2 separate regions of the Danio rerio genome follow, and region 2 is linked to region 1. Evidence: chromatin contacts called from public Hi-C data. All regions are on one chromosome and are shown on one strand. The core of a region is the stretch at or near the end of the contact, and the rest is flanking DNA. Distances in the headings are between cores, read along the strand shown. Region 1 overlaps pfkfb4b (6-phosphofructo-2-kinase/fructose-2,6-biphosphatase 4b). Region 2 holds the start of ddi2 (DNA-damage inducible protein 2).

Region 1 (7,106 bases), core at 1,441-3,940:
ATAGACTTGAGTAAATTTGCCATGTTTGAAGCTTGGAGAAACACAAAAATTAAAGTTAGCTTCTGTGTCCACAGAAAAAAAAACCTGCGAACCTTACCCATGTCGGCCTGAAGTAGTGGTCTGGTTGACGCAAACTCCTCTCAGTCTACCAACCTGAGAACATAACAAATAATAGCACTCTGCTATTATATATGGGCTACTTAATACATTACCTAGAAATATATATATATATATATATATATATATATATATATATATATATATATATATATATATATATATATATATATATATATATATATATATATATATATTCAAAATCCTAAAACTGACAAGTCGACAATACTCTAAAAAGACGTGGAAAAGCTAATTTAATAATCTGAAACGATAGGACAGAGAAAAATACTAAAATCTAAAGTGACCTTCAGCAAAAATACGTCGAAACAACCAAACATAATAAGCTAAAATTTGACTTTTATAAGGATCTTCACATACCGCCTAATGTCCGCACTGGTCAGACACTCTGCAGCTGCAGCTCACACTGGCTGCTCAACGTCATCGACCGCTTTTCTAACACATTCTTTTTAGAACGCCACTGACTTTGATAACCACGGCAACGCCACCGCGCCGCCATATTCAATTACCTTAGAGGTGCAGTGACATAATGCCAACATGATAATAAAATCACTTTCCTATCATAACAAAGTTGAAAACACGTAAATAATAATTACAAAAAATATACATATTTAAATGAAAATGATTTGTATATTTATATATAATGATCTTGTATAAGTTATACAAGTTAAATGACCACAAAGATCTTCAAGTGGAAAATTATCAAAGTAGCAATTAGTAGCCAGCCTGCGCTTGTCCCATGTGTTTAAAGAGATTAATCCTCCTGACCTGCTGACTGGAGACTCTCACCCTTTTACCCCTTCTCTCTCCCTCCCTTCATCACCCATTTTTTGTCATAAAAATAAGAAATGTAGTGAGTTTTAAAGAGTGATAAAAATAAGTTGTGTTTATTTTAGAAATATCATGCACTTTCTTCAATAACATGCATTATGCACAATGATATTTTGTATGATTCCCTATTCACCCACAAGATGGCCCTCCTGTCCTGCTGTCATACTGAACCGTTATGGAGGATCTCCCTCTCAGATAAGATAAGCAGCAGGATATCCCTTGTATCTGCAGCATCTGCAAAACACACTCCCTAAAAATACACTAGCTGACACTTCACTACAGGCTTTAATTTAAGCTTGAAACTAGTTTTGTGGACAAATAGGTTACTAGCTTTAAACTGTTGAACGTTTTGATTTCTAAAAGTTCCAATTTCATTTTGTTGTTGCAGTATGTTTTGAGGATATCTGCTGTTTACTCTCATGAACATGCCTTTTCAGCCAGTTCTTGTGTTTTTTATTATATTTTTTATTGTTTACTGTACTTTGTTGTTTGTACTTTCTTGTAGGCGCTTTGGGTTTTAGAAAAGCGTGTTATAAATAAAATATATTATTATTATTATTATTATTATTATTATTATTATTATTATTATTAGTTCTTATAAGCTTTTCATCCCAGGCCCATAGCCAGCCTATTTTTCTTAAAAAGTGGAATTTTTTGCAGTTATTCACTTCATTTTCTGTTCATTTATGTGGTTCAAATACCACATTTTTGTAACATGTTAAGCGCTTATCTTTGCAGTGTTAGCTTGTCGGATGGTGATCATAACCACACTTTTTAAAAGCAACAAAAATATTTCCTACAAGTTTGTCAAAGTGCTTACCATACTATTTTACCACAAAGGGTTACAAAAAGTAAATTTTTATTAATAATGTAATGATAATTACATTCAGAAATTAGAATTTTACATTAAAAATGTAGAATAAAGTATGTAAAATACTTATTTTTAAAATCCAAATTTATTATCCATTATTAACAAAAATTAAAACTATTAAAAATTACTAAAAACATAAATAACATACTGACCAGCTCATTTCAATAGTCAGAATTTGTAAATTTGAATAATTAAACATTAATTAGTCCTAAAGCCTTCTTCTATCAGTTATTTTCACAATTTATGATGGTATACTATGAAAAAAGGGACAAATTAGTTTATTTAGGAGATAAATTCTGGACTTTGTCATTGGGTGGTGGGGGGTGGGGGTCTTTCGAATTACCCGAACCCCCCTGGCTATGGGCCTGCATGTTACAGGCAATCATTATGACTAAACATATACAGATAGGAAGCTAAAATACTATAATATCAGTTGTAAATATTGTACAACCTTATTAAAATAAACCTGCATAGATATAAAGACGTCTCAAATTAAAATGAGCAATTCACTTGTATAATTTGAATTTATACGTCAGTGCTCAATGGTAAAAGCATATTGGTCTGAGAGAAACCTAATTCAATTCTCCGTATGTTGCAGAATTGACAATAATACTGACTTTGACTTATTATTATTGATATTACTGTTATTATTATTATTCTATGGAAGTTATTCAGTCATTACAGCATTTCTCATTCCTGGACCAGTGCTCTCTATATGTGCTTACAGTGCAGACTCCTTCAGTAATGGGTTTAGCGGTGAAAAAGAACAGAACGTTCAAGTCATTCACCTCGCTGTGCCCCTCAGCGCACGCCTCCTCGTGCACGCTCTCCGCCTTTCTATTGGTCGCTTCCTCGCAGTCGAGGGGCTTTGATTGGACAATAACACATCAACATTCACTACCCATGTGCGCTTCATGTGAACAGGAGATCTGTTTTTCTCAAACTTCTACGAAAAACTAGGAACTTCTTGTTTGCCCCTTCCTTATTTCTTTTTTATCAGACCACATCATTGAGTTGTTTTACGGTACACTAACACACAACAAATGCATTGCAGCATTATGTGCAATGTAAGTTGTGCAATTTGTGCGCCCATTCACCCAGTTTCAATATGATGAGAAATACTTGCTGAGAGCCCTTACATGTTTATATGAAATGAAACGTGAATTACTCTGTATTGTACACATGATTATCATTAGTAAAAGCCATTAACCACCTGAAATAGTCATGTTTTGGTCTAAAAAAAAAAACGTTGAGTAGCATATTCAGGTTAAAATAGTCCGCTGTTTGGTCATAAACTAGTAGCCGGTGGCATAAATGATTATTCTAGTTACCTTTTTTCATTAAGTGTGATATTACTTATAAAACTCGGCTACATTGAGTAATTTCATTGCAAACATAAATCTGCTCAGACGATTTCTTAATTCACTATGTTACCACAGTGTCTGTATTTATGCAACTGCTATTTAATCGATGCTTCATCCTGAAACCACCGAGTTGTTTTGGTAGGGAGGTGTTTTGGCGTTTTTTAGTGCGCGTTTGTTGCTGGCGTTACGGTACAGTCGGTCATTGATATCGCTCAGCCGATATGACATACATCCCGAGCATCCGGGATACGAAACGAGAGACGCCACTCGCGGCTTGGAGTAGGGGTCCTCAGCACGGAGGATGGCAAGGCGGATAGACTCCATGGCGGTTGGCAACAACTGGAATGTGAGTGGACAGGAGAATGCAGACGGAAGTGACGAATCAGGAAATGAAGTAGGAGATATGGAAGTAGTTTGCGGGAACTATGAAAAATGGGACATGGTTAAAAACAACAAACGGAAAAAGAAACGAAGAAATAAATCTGATGAAAGTGATTCGGATAGATGCTCAGCCCTAGAGGAAACGGTGACAGTGGAATACAAGGTATTTGCTAAACCTGTGCAAGAAGGGGACACATTTGGAGGTATGAATCCGATACAACTAACCAAAACACTGCATAAGGAAATAGGTATAATAAAGAGTGCAAAAATCTTGAGAAACGGATCGATACTGATTTTCTGTAAAGATGAAAAACAGCAAGCTAAAGCAATTAAGGTGAATAAAATCAATGGAAAAAAAGTAGAATGTTCCAAGACAAACGGGAAAAGATATGTTAAAGGCGTTGTGACAGGAATTCCTGTCAATGTTTCGGCAGATGAAGTGAAAGCAAGCATAACAAATGCAAATGTGGTCGAAGCTAAACGCTTAAGAACAAACAGAAATGGAAGTGCTTGTGATAGTCTTTCTGTTATGGTCACATTTGATGAGGAGACACTCCCGAAAAAGATATTAATCGGGTATATGTGCTATGATGTAAGACTGTACATTCCCCCGCCCCTTCGGTGTTATAAATGTCAGAGATTTGGACATATAGCAGCTTTTTGCAAGGGAAAGCAAAGGTGTGGTAAATGTAGTGGGGAACACGAATATGGAAAATGTGAAGAGGGTGCAAAGTTGAAATGTTGCAACTGTGGAGGGGATCATAGCTCAGCGTATCGAGGGTGTGAGGTTAGCAAAAGGCAGGCAGAAGTACAAAGAGTAAAAGCTGTTCAAGGAATCAGCTATGCGGAAGCATTAAAAAAGGTTCCAGAAATTATGACTGTGTCTAAACAAAATGAAAACAGGAACAAAAATACAGAGACATGTCAAAAATGTGAACAACTGAAAGCGGAAACTCTGATAGTGAGCAAAAATGATTTTGTAATATTCATGGCAGAGATAATAAATTGTTCCGCTCAAACGAAAAGTAGGAATGAAAGAATCAAAATAATAATCAAATCAGCAGAAAAATACCTGGATGTGAAGGATCTGCTCTGGGAAACGGTTAGGGACATCTTAAATGAAGATACACAATCATCCCAGCCTGGGGGAGGAACGTCTTAAATGTTAAACGTTCTACAATGGAATGCAAGAAGCTTAATTGCGAATGGCCAAGAATTTAAAAAATATATTGATAATATTATAGAGAAACCTAATATAATATGCATACAAGAAACATGGTTAAAACCTCAATTAGATTTTAATATTAAGGGATATAATATAGTTAGAAATGATAGGAATCATAGCAGAGGAGGAGGAATTGCAACATTTATAAAAAGCGGAATGAAGTTTAGGATAGAACAAATAAATACAAAGTATGAATCAATTTTAATCAAGGTATGGACGGATAGGGGATGTATAGACATTATTAATTATTATAATCCCTGTGATAAATTAAATCAAAACATATTAGAAGAAGTAATGGGTGTACGACAAGACAGTGTTTTATGGTGTGGGGATTTTAATTCACATAATTCATTATGGGGGAGTAATAGTAATGATGCAAATGGGATTCTTCTTGAAGAATTTATAGATGAAAAATATTTAGTTTGTCTAAATAATGGTGAAGGCACACGGTATAATTGTTTTAAAAATACAGAAAGCGTACTAGACTTAACATTTATTAGTAGTTCATTAGCAGCGGTTAGCACATGGAAAGTACTCAAGCACAATACAATAGGTAGTGACCATTACCCAGTAGTAACTAAAATTGGATTAAAGATAATGTATGAAAAAGAAGATAGAATTCCAAGATGGAAATTGGAGAAAGTAAATTGGAAAGAATTTCAAGAATTATGTGATAAGAGAGTTATGACAATACAAATAATAAACCAGAGAGATGTAAACATTTTAGATAATAAAATTGTTAATGAAATAATTCAAGCAGCCGAAGAAATAATACCTAAAAGTAAAGGAGTTGGTTGTACTAAAAATGTACCTTGGTGGAATAATGATTGTAAAGCAGCTATTAAAGCGAGAAATAAAGCATTTAGACATCTTAAAAAACACCATTCACTGGAAGCTATGATCATGTATAAAAAGGCTCAGACAATATTAAGAAAAACTATTAAAACACAAAAGCGTATATTCTGGAGAGAATATTGCAATAGTCTTGGACGAGAGGTACAATTATCAGAGGTGTGGGGTATGATTAGAAGAATGGCAGGTGTTAGACGAAATTATGAATTACCAGTGTTACAGTATGGCGATATAGTAGCGATCAGCAACCTAGAAAAGGCGGAACTATTAGTCCAACATTTTAGAAATGTACATAGTTCAGATAATCTCTCTGAAGAGGCTAGGAAATGCAGAAATACTACATTAACTAAACATCCTGATCTTTTAAAGAAAGTAAAAACAACCGAAAATCCTTTAGATTTACAGTTTAATATGTTTGAATTAAAACGAGCAATCATTAGCGCAAGACAAACTGCCCCAGGTAAGGATGAAATATGCTATAAAATGTTGTCACACATGTCAGAGGCATCACTAGAAATAGTACTAAATTTATTTAATCAAATTTGGGATATGGGTCAATTACCTATAGCATGGAAACAATCTATAGTAGTACCTATACTTAAACCAGGGAAAAATCCATCAGATCCTTCTAGCTATAGACCCATTTCACTGACATCCCACTTATGCAAAATAATGGAAAGAATGATTACAGAAAGAATTACATATTTTTTAGAAAGCAAAAACCTTTTTTCTCCATATCAGAGTGGGTTCCGCAGAGGCAGAAATACTATGGACTCAGTATTATGTTTGGAATCAGACATCAGGAAAGCACAGACTAACAAAGAAGTTGTGATAGCTATCTTTTTTGATATAGAAAAGGCATACGATATGCTTTGGAAAGAGGGATTGCTGATTAAATTAAAATCTTTAGGAGTCACTGGCAAAACATATAATTGGGTCATGGATTTCTTATTTGGAAGAAAAATACAAGTTAGGGTAGGAAAAGAATATTCACATGAATACACAGTGGAAAATGGAACTCCTCAAGGTAGTGTTTGCAGCCCATTATTGTTCAATATAATGATAAACGACATTTTCTCTCAGATTGAACAAAGTATAGGAAAATCATTGTATGCAGATGATGGGGCACTATGGATTAGAGGTCGGAATGTGTCATTTGTACAAAAGAAAATACAGAATGCAATATTTGAGGTAGAAAAATGGGCAAATAAATGGGGATTCAAACTATCTGTTGCAAAAACTCAGGTCATCTGTTTCTCAAGACGACATAAAACCATATCACTCGCTTTAAAACTATATGGACAACCACTAGAACAAGTAAAAACTGTAAGGTTTCTTGGGGTTTGGTTCGATGAAAAGCTGACATGGAAGGATCATCTGAATAAAATCACAGAAAAAAGTAAAAAGGTTATTAATGTACTTCGTTGCCTGTCAGGGCAAGAGTGGG
Region 2 (7,106 bases), core at 1,493-3,992, 550 kb before region 1:
AAGAATAAAATATTGTGTTCTTTTGAAGTGTGTACTTGCATCATGATGATATTATTTTTTCACACTGGGTAACATAAAATAGTCTTAAAATAAAAATGATATAGTTTATCACAATATATTTTGGTGCAATAAATCATACGTCAAAAAATAGATATCATGACATCAATCATCATCATCATCATCATCAACCAATAAAGCAAATGCAGAAAAACACAGCATTTTATATATGTTTATTATTAAAGCTCAGAGATATAACTCTTTATCTCAGGAGCTTTCTTAAATAAGATGGTGAAATTAAACATTATCATGATTAAAAAGGTATATGAACACTGTGACGTTAAAATTATGTTCCGTTCAAAATGCTTGAAGGTTATGTAACCATCAGGAAAAACGCATCTCATTCCTCAAAGGATGCGTTCTCTGTTCTCTAGGCCCCTTTCACACATGCAGACCTTTCCGGAAAATTACCGGCAATTTTCCGGAAAGGTTGTATGTGTGAACAGGTCCTTTTTAAAAATACCGGTAAATTCGTTCTGGCTATTTTCCGGAAAGAGAAGTTTTAACATTACCGGTAATTTGCCGGAATGCTGCGCTGTGTGAACGCAGAAGGAAGATTGCCGGAAAGACCGTGTGCACATCTAGAACGTGCTGACGTAAGACGTCTGCTTTAGCCAATCAGAACGGTCAGACGCGCTTACGTCCGTGCGGTTTATGAGAATAAAAGCCTTTGAATATTTTCTCAGACGCATTTAGCTGCTAGAAGTTAGTCAAATAACGTTTATATGTTCTTTTTAATGCCAACTGTGTAAATAATCATCGATAAGATGCTTATGATAAGCCGTTGTTTGTTTACCTTCAAGTTTTGCGTGTGCCTGTGAAACAGCCTGTGAGCGCCAGCACACGCACATATTATGAACATCTGGACATGCAAAAGTGATTCTCCATATGTTTTCATCGAAGTTGTTCACAATACTGATCATCCACAGAGTTTGTAATGTAGTCAAATGTTTACAAATACAAGCGCAGCCATTTAAGGCTCATTTGTGGTGAATGATGTCAGAATTTACCGGTATTTTTGAAATGGATGTGTGAACGGTCTTTTCTGGAAAAATTCCGTAACGTCCTCGTCTATGTGAACAGCGCTTTTTTGAATATACCGGTAAAGTCGTTCCGGAAATTTTCCGGATATTTACCGGTATCACTGTGTGAAAGGGGCTGTAGTCTCCCAAAGTTTATTCTTCCGAGGTAACTTGGCGAGACTGCTCTCCACAAGAACTCAAGTCTGTTCTCTGCATTAATGGCATTGAGAAACAGCCAACGTTTTTCTGTGCATACGATCTCACCCCTTATTTGTTACCTGATTTCCTCCTCAATCTTGGCCTGAGCGTCCAAGTCAAAAGGATCTGCAGTCAGCAGTTTGATTCTCTCCTGATCTCTCCGTGCCCGGTCCTGCTGCTGCTCCATTAGCACCTTAGTGAAGCGCTCTAAAAAAAGGGTATCAAAATAATATCATCATATCATCAAGAAAATCGTCAGTAATCGGTACAGATGCATTTAATCCTCTTCATCTTCATTTACCAAGATCTCCACTCAGCAGAGCTTCAGCAAGTGGAGGGTTGCGCTCCTTCAGAAGCGACAGCTCATGTGGATTTGCCAATAACATGTCTCGTAGCAAGGCAGGGTTGTCCAATCCCTGAGGAGAAACGCCTGAACCTGGAGAAGTGGTGGCTTGGGGTGGTGGTGGCTGGGTTGTACTGGGACGCTGGGCTTGTTGCGGTCTGTTTCTGTTTTGGCCTGAGGACGTCCCAGGAACAGCAATGGAACTGAAGTCGATGCGAGGCAGGCCTAAGACATTAAAGTTCATTTTGATTATCGATGTGATAAGATAGTATTAAACTGTTGTACAACAGATCAAGCTATGCGGGTTCACCTGGAACTGTGGGCTGTGGTGGTGCTCGTAACCTCTCTGCTTGTCTTAACACCAGCACATCTCCATCTTTCAGGCCATAGTTCCCCAGGGCCCGGGTGGGGTCTTGTAAAGGCTGCTCTGCATATATGATCTGAATAGCACAAGTTGCATTTTATTTGTTGTTTCAAAGCACCTAAAATCACTTTTTAATTCTGAAAGCCAACATACAAATATCTTCATGCACTATTTAGCAGGCATACAAGTTTCCCTTTCGATTTTCAATCAACACCATCAGCTATCTCGACACACCCCAATCAATGAAGCTTCAGTTGTGTTTTGTTTTAACAACACACAATTCCACGTATTATAGTTTCCTGACAAGTTAACAAAAACAGCAACGTTTCCTTGGGATAACCTATTATTGTCAAATGTTTGTCGTTAAGGGCGCTACAGATTGATAATCTGTTCAGATTTGGGGTTTTCCTAAAGTGTTGACATGGGCTCAGTATGCTATTAATAGCGTGGACTGTGTCGACACTAATTTGTTTAGTCAGATCGCTTAGCATAGTAGCTAACTGTTGCAACACTTTTTGAAGACGTTCACCTGAATTTCCCCGGCTGGTATTCCTGATTCTAGTTCGCAAAGAGCCAAGAAATCCCTGAGTTCAAGCTCCGGGGACACGTCCAGGGCGAAAGTGGTTTCCGAGCGGTCTCTCGGTGCACAAAACACGGTGAGCAGCATTGCCCGGTTACTGCTTCTCTCTCGCTGTCAGAAACTGCCCCTGCTCTAGAGTTTTCTGTCGGAAATGTATCCAAGGCTGTCCTGTTGACACTCAGTGTAAAATGTGATAATGAAAAAAGTTAAGCGCATGGAGAAACAACTGAACGAACAACCTCAATTCACTAAATAATTCGTTCACTTCCTTTCCACTGGTCTCCAGCCACTGCCGCAAACTGTCGTAGATTACGTGTGTCGTAATTTAGTGAAACAGGAAGTCAGAACCACCCGTTGCTTTGATACGTCAACGTGGCTGCCATCTTAATCCGGTCATTATCGTGCCATAAACAGACGCAACTGATCGGAGATGCTCCTGTTTTAATATATATATAAAGTTCATAGTGTGAAAAAACTCCAGTTACCTAGAAGTAAGAAAGCTTAAACTTGTAATGTATATTTTATGGAATGTATTATCAATAAATGGATCTCCTTTACTAAAAATAGTGCTGGAGTCATTTTTTTTATTACAGTTTTATAAAAGTTAACAAAATAGTTTAGAAAAAGTAATTAATAGTACAAATTCTATACAATAATAAAATATTGTATAGTAAAATAATAAAATTAAACTAAAAATAAAATTAGACTAAAATAATAAATTAGGGGAGCGGAGGGCAAAAAGTAACACAGAGTTAAATGTAACACAAGTTTTTTAGTTTTTTATTTGAAAAAATCTGTAAAAGTATAAATGTAAAATCTATGTATAAAATGGATAATAATGCAAATAGATTCAAATGTGTTTATCCAATAAACAAATAAATAAACATGCTGTGTTAAGTAGAATAAAAAAGAAATGAGTCAATTACTGAGGAAATATAGCTAATATTTAAAGTAAACTGAATTTAAATTAATGGTGTGTAATCTGCCTTGTATGCATGTGTTAACTAACCCAACTTGCCCCGCAGGTGGGGTAAATAGTAACATTTATACAGCTGTCACTTTTGGCAATACTGCACAGAAACCATCGGCCTGGCATCATAATTCTTGTGCTTATTTGTTGGAGAGGCTTGTGTGTTATTGGTAAAAAAAAAAAAAAAAAAACATGGTTTGTCTAACTCCATTACTTTGTTTATTTGACCAAAATCAAAAAGTGTTACTTTGTGCCCCGCTCTCCCCTATATCTGAAAAGATTAAATAATATTAGCAAATAGAATATAAAGTAGTGTGTGCTCATTGGCGTAGGGGATGGGCATGCCCCGCATGATGGGGGGCCACGCAAGATAAGCCCCTTCTTAATTCTTGTGGGTGGGCTCACACATGTTGCACTACGCCACTGCGTGTGCCGTGTTACCGTGTATAATCATAGCTATAATTCGAGCATGAATACTAATACACCATTGCATACACCATTGGCTAAAAGGAACGCATAAATGGTCAGTCTAACATTTTTGGCTCTTTACATCAACACAATGGATTTGAAATGAAACAAACAAGATGTGCTTTAACTGCAGACTGTCAGCTTTAATTTGAGGGTATTTACATCCAAATCAGGTGAACTCTGTAGGAATTACAACAGTTTGTACGTGTTTGTGAATTGGGATGCAGCACACGTTTCAAACAGTCCAGACAGCTTACTTTGTTGAATGATTCAGTTGTTTGAACGAATCGTCTCACTCATTCGACTTTACCACCACCTACTGGAAGTTTTAGATTCTTATTTTGAGGATTATTTTTATTTTTAAAAATCAAATTTCATATTAAAATGCAATAAAGTACAATAAACTTTATTCTTTGAATATACGAATAGATCACACACATTAATTCAATTCTGAATAACCAATAACTTTTAAGGGGTTGTATATTTATTTATTTTTAATTTATTTTTCCCCAGGGCTGTAAGTATTACGTTTGATGAAATGATCCATTACTTTCAATTATGTGTTTTAGTGAAAGTCACTCAACCATTTCAAATCACTGAAAACATTTTTTTAAATTAAAAATATTCAATAAATTAAGGTCATTTAAAGATTTATTCTGTTGTGTGTGTGTGTGTGTGTGTGATATTTATTTCAGCTAGAAAAGAGTACAGAACAGTAGTTTGAATTGGTCCATCTGTAACCACATAGGCAGTAATTTGAAGAGTCTTCTGGTCATTCAGGTGATGTCTTCAGTCTGGGCGTCAGGCCAATCTTCTGCTGTTCAGAATCAGGTGGTTTGTCTTGGTTGGGCATCTCAGCGGAGGTGCATATATGTATGTATGTATGTATGCATGTATGTACAGTTGAAGTCAGACTTATTAGCTCTTGATTCTTTTTAAGGCACTTTTAAATTTTTAAACACCATTTTAAGGTCAAAATTATTAGCCCTTTTAAGCTATTTTTTTCTGATCTTCAGAACAAACCATCATTATACCATAACTTGCCTAATTAACCCAACCTGCCTAGTTAACCTAATTAACCTAGTTAATCCTTAAAATGTCACTTTAAGCTGTATAGAAGTGTCTTGAAAAATAGCTAGTCAAATATTATTTACTGTCATCATGGCAAAGATAAAATAAATCAGTGACTAGAAATAAGTTATTAAAACTATTATGTTTAGAAATTTGTTGAAAAAAAATCTGCTCTGTTTCAACAGATATTGGGAAAAAAAATAAACAGGCAGGCTAATAGTTCTGACTTCAACCGTGTGTGTGTGTGTGTGTGTGTGTGTGTGTGTGTTTAATTTTAAAAACAAAAATAAATTCAGCAACACCAAGAATTCATTTTTTTTTATTTAGGCTATTAAAAAGCTCAAGGAAACAAACTTTTCTATTGTTCCTAATATAAATTCACATGTGGAAACAGCTCTGAAAAACAAGTAATTCACAACTTCAGACCTGACAGTGAAGGTTTGCGAGTATGTCTACAGTATGCATCATCTTTTGTGATTCCCTGTGAGGATTTCTGTGCAGTTACACTGAGGAGATTGAAACCGAATGTTTACTGTGTATAAAAACTGCTTAGTTGGCAGAAAGGCACACTACATTGTTTGCATCTGTACATTATAGCAAAGTTATGTAAGAAGTTGTGAGGAAATGCTAACTAGCTAACAAAGTAGCTTTCAAGTACACAGTTCAAGATAACAACAATTTGATTTAATACACAGATAATATTTTACAAACCCCAAACATATTTGAACACATTTACACACTTATTTTAGATTCTTACTAAGGCTTAAAAAAATATCAGACTCTGCATCTAAACTAGACAGAGAATGGAGCACACTCAGAAGTAAACACATCAAACCCCTGGCTCCCTTAAAGGGGCAACACAGCCCGTGTATGTGCCTAAACCATTGTTTTCTGTCTTAAGATAACGCACTTCTCTACAAATAACCACATAAAACATCAGAGTAGACGGGACAGTAATTGTTGAACAGTAATTCACCATTAATCATTTATTCTTTGCACAACACAATTTCATACAAATCCTACTCGTTTTACAGTAAACACTGTTTTTATTTATTAAAGGAAAACACTGGCTATTTTAGGGTTATTTACTGCATAATCTACAGCAAGGGTTAACAGTGTACAATCTAAATAACTGCCACAGAGAAGACATCTAAAAATCTATGCCCACCTCCACCCCCTTCCTCTTGGAAGGGCATCTATATTTCAGGATTTCAGGAAATACCTGACCTCTAACCATCAGTGTCCGGTCATTGCTGAGGTGTGTTATTCCTACACTCCAGTCTGTAAAAGACAAAGACACCACTAACAGAGCTCCACATGCTGCAGCAATGCACACGATGTTCTCCAGTGTCCTTCAGATAAATCTTCACTGGTGCTCGTGTGAGTTTCCTTCTTCTGCCTGTTGTGTGTTCATTACTTGAAAAAGAAACACCTGCCACAGACAAGACATCTAGCTAACTATCTAAGCCCACCACCACCCCCTTCCTCTTGGAAGGACATCTATATTTCATTCATCCATCTATTTAGGAAACATCTAACCAGACCATCAGTTTGCAGTCATCGCTGAGGTGGGATTGTAATTTCTCCACATGCCCCAGTCTAATCTGCAAAAGAAAGAAAACAAGACTAAAAGAGCTCTAAAAGAGAAATATTCACCATTGCACTTCTGTCTGTTGTGGTTCCATTACCTAGAATGTAAATAACTGCCACAGACAAGACATCTATCTAACAATCTTTGCCCACCACCACCCCCTTCCTCTAGGAAGGACATCCATCCATGCACATAATCTTGTGTTTCCCTGTTCCTCCACATGCTCCATGCCAATCTGTCAAAAGAGAAAGATGTGAAGTCTTTAGTTATTCTTAATACATTTCTTTGGAAACTAACTCCTTTGTTCAGTCTGTTCAAGCAGTTCTACCTGCTTCCTGAGCTTCAGGTCTCCAAGTATATCTCCACCGTTCCCCTTGTGAGTCTCCTTCTTCTGCTCCACTCCAACCTGCAAAAGACAAAGACCCAACAAAAACCTATGTGC

Evidence for each region. A called contact is a pair of places that touch in the nucleus more often than the background predicts.
Region 2: a Hi-C map of embryo shows a contact between it and region 1, with 11 times the contacts expected there. The contact joins the promoter of ddi2 here to the enhancer-like site in region 1. A contact is called at or near these places in 3 of 18 Hi-C or Micro-C datasets (embryo and an unstated tissue) and 1 of 4 datasets of contacts at active chromatin or transcription factors (caudal fin).

Annotation. Positions count from the first base shown.
Region 1 is chr6:42,560,790-42,567,895 of GRCz12tu, reverse strand. All of the region lies in intron 1 of pfkfb4b (6-phosphofructo-2-kinase/fructose-2,6-biphosphatase 4b), which reads left to right. Among named protein-coding and RNA genes, the nearest start is that of pfkfb4b, 20 kb to the left of the region's middle. Within about 2 kb of position 2,690, at least 59 of the 62 cell types and tissues checked have an H3K27ac peak or open chromatin away from gene starts, as enhancers often do. A contact at or near this core is called in caudal fin, where this site is marked.
Region 2 is chr6:43,106,064-43,113,169 of GRCz12tu, reverse strand. It overlaps ddi2 (DNA-damage inducible protein 2), which reads right to left and starts at 2,742. Exons shown (of 10, transcript NM_198375.2): 1 at 2,514-2,742; 2 at 1,931-2,060; 3 at 1,579-1,845; 4 at 1,358-1,484. The coding sequence starts at 2,651. LOC101884206 (a long non-coding RNA gene) reads right to left here. Exons shown (of 11, transcript XR_012408093.1): 9 at 6,993-7,106; 10 at 6,762-6,899; 11 at 5,365-6,672.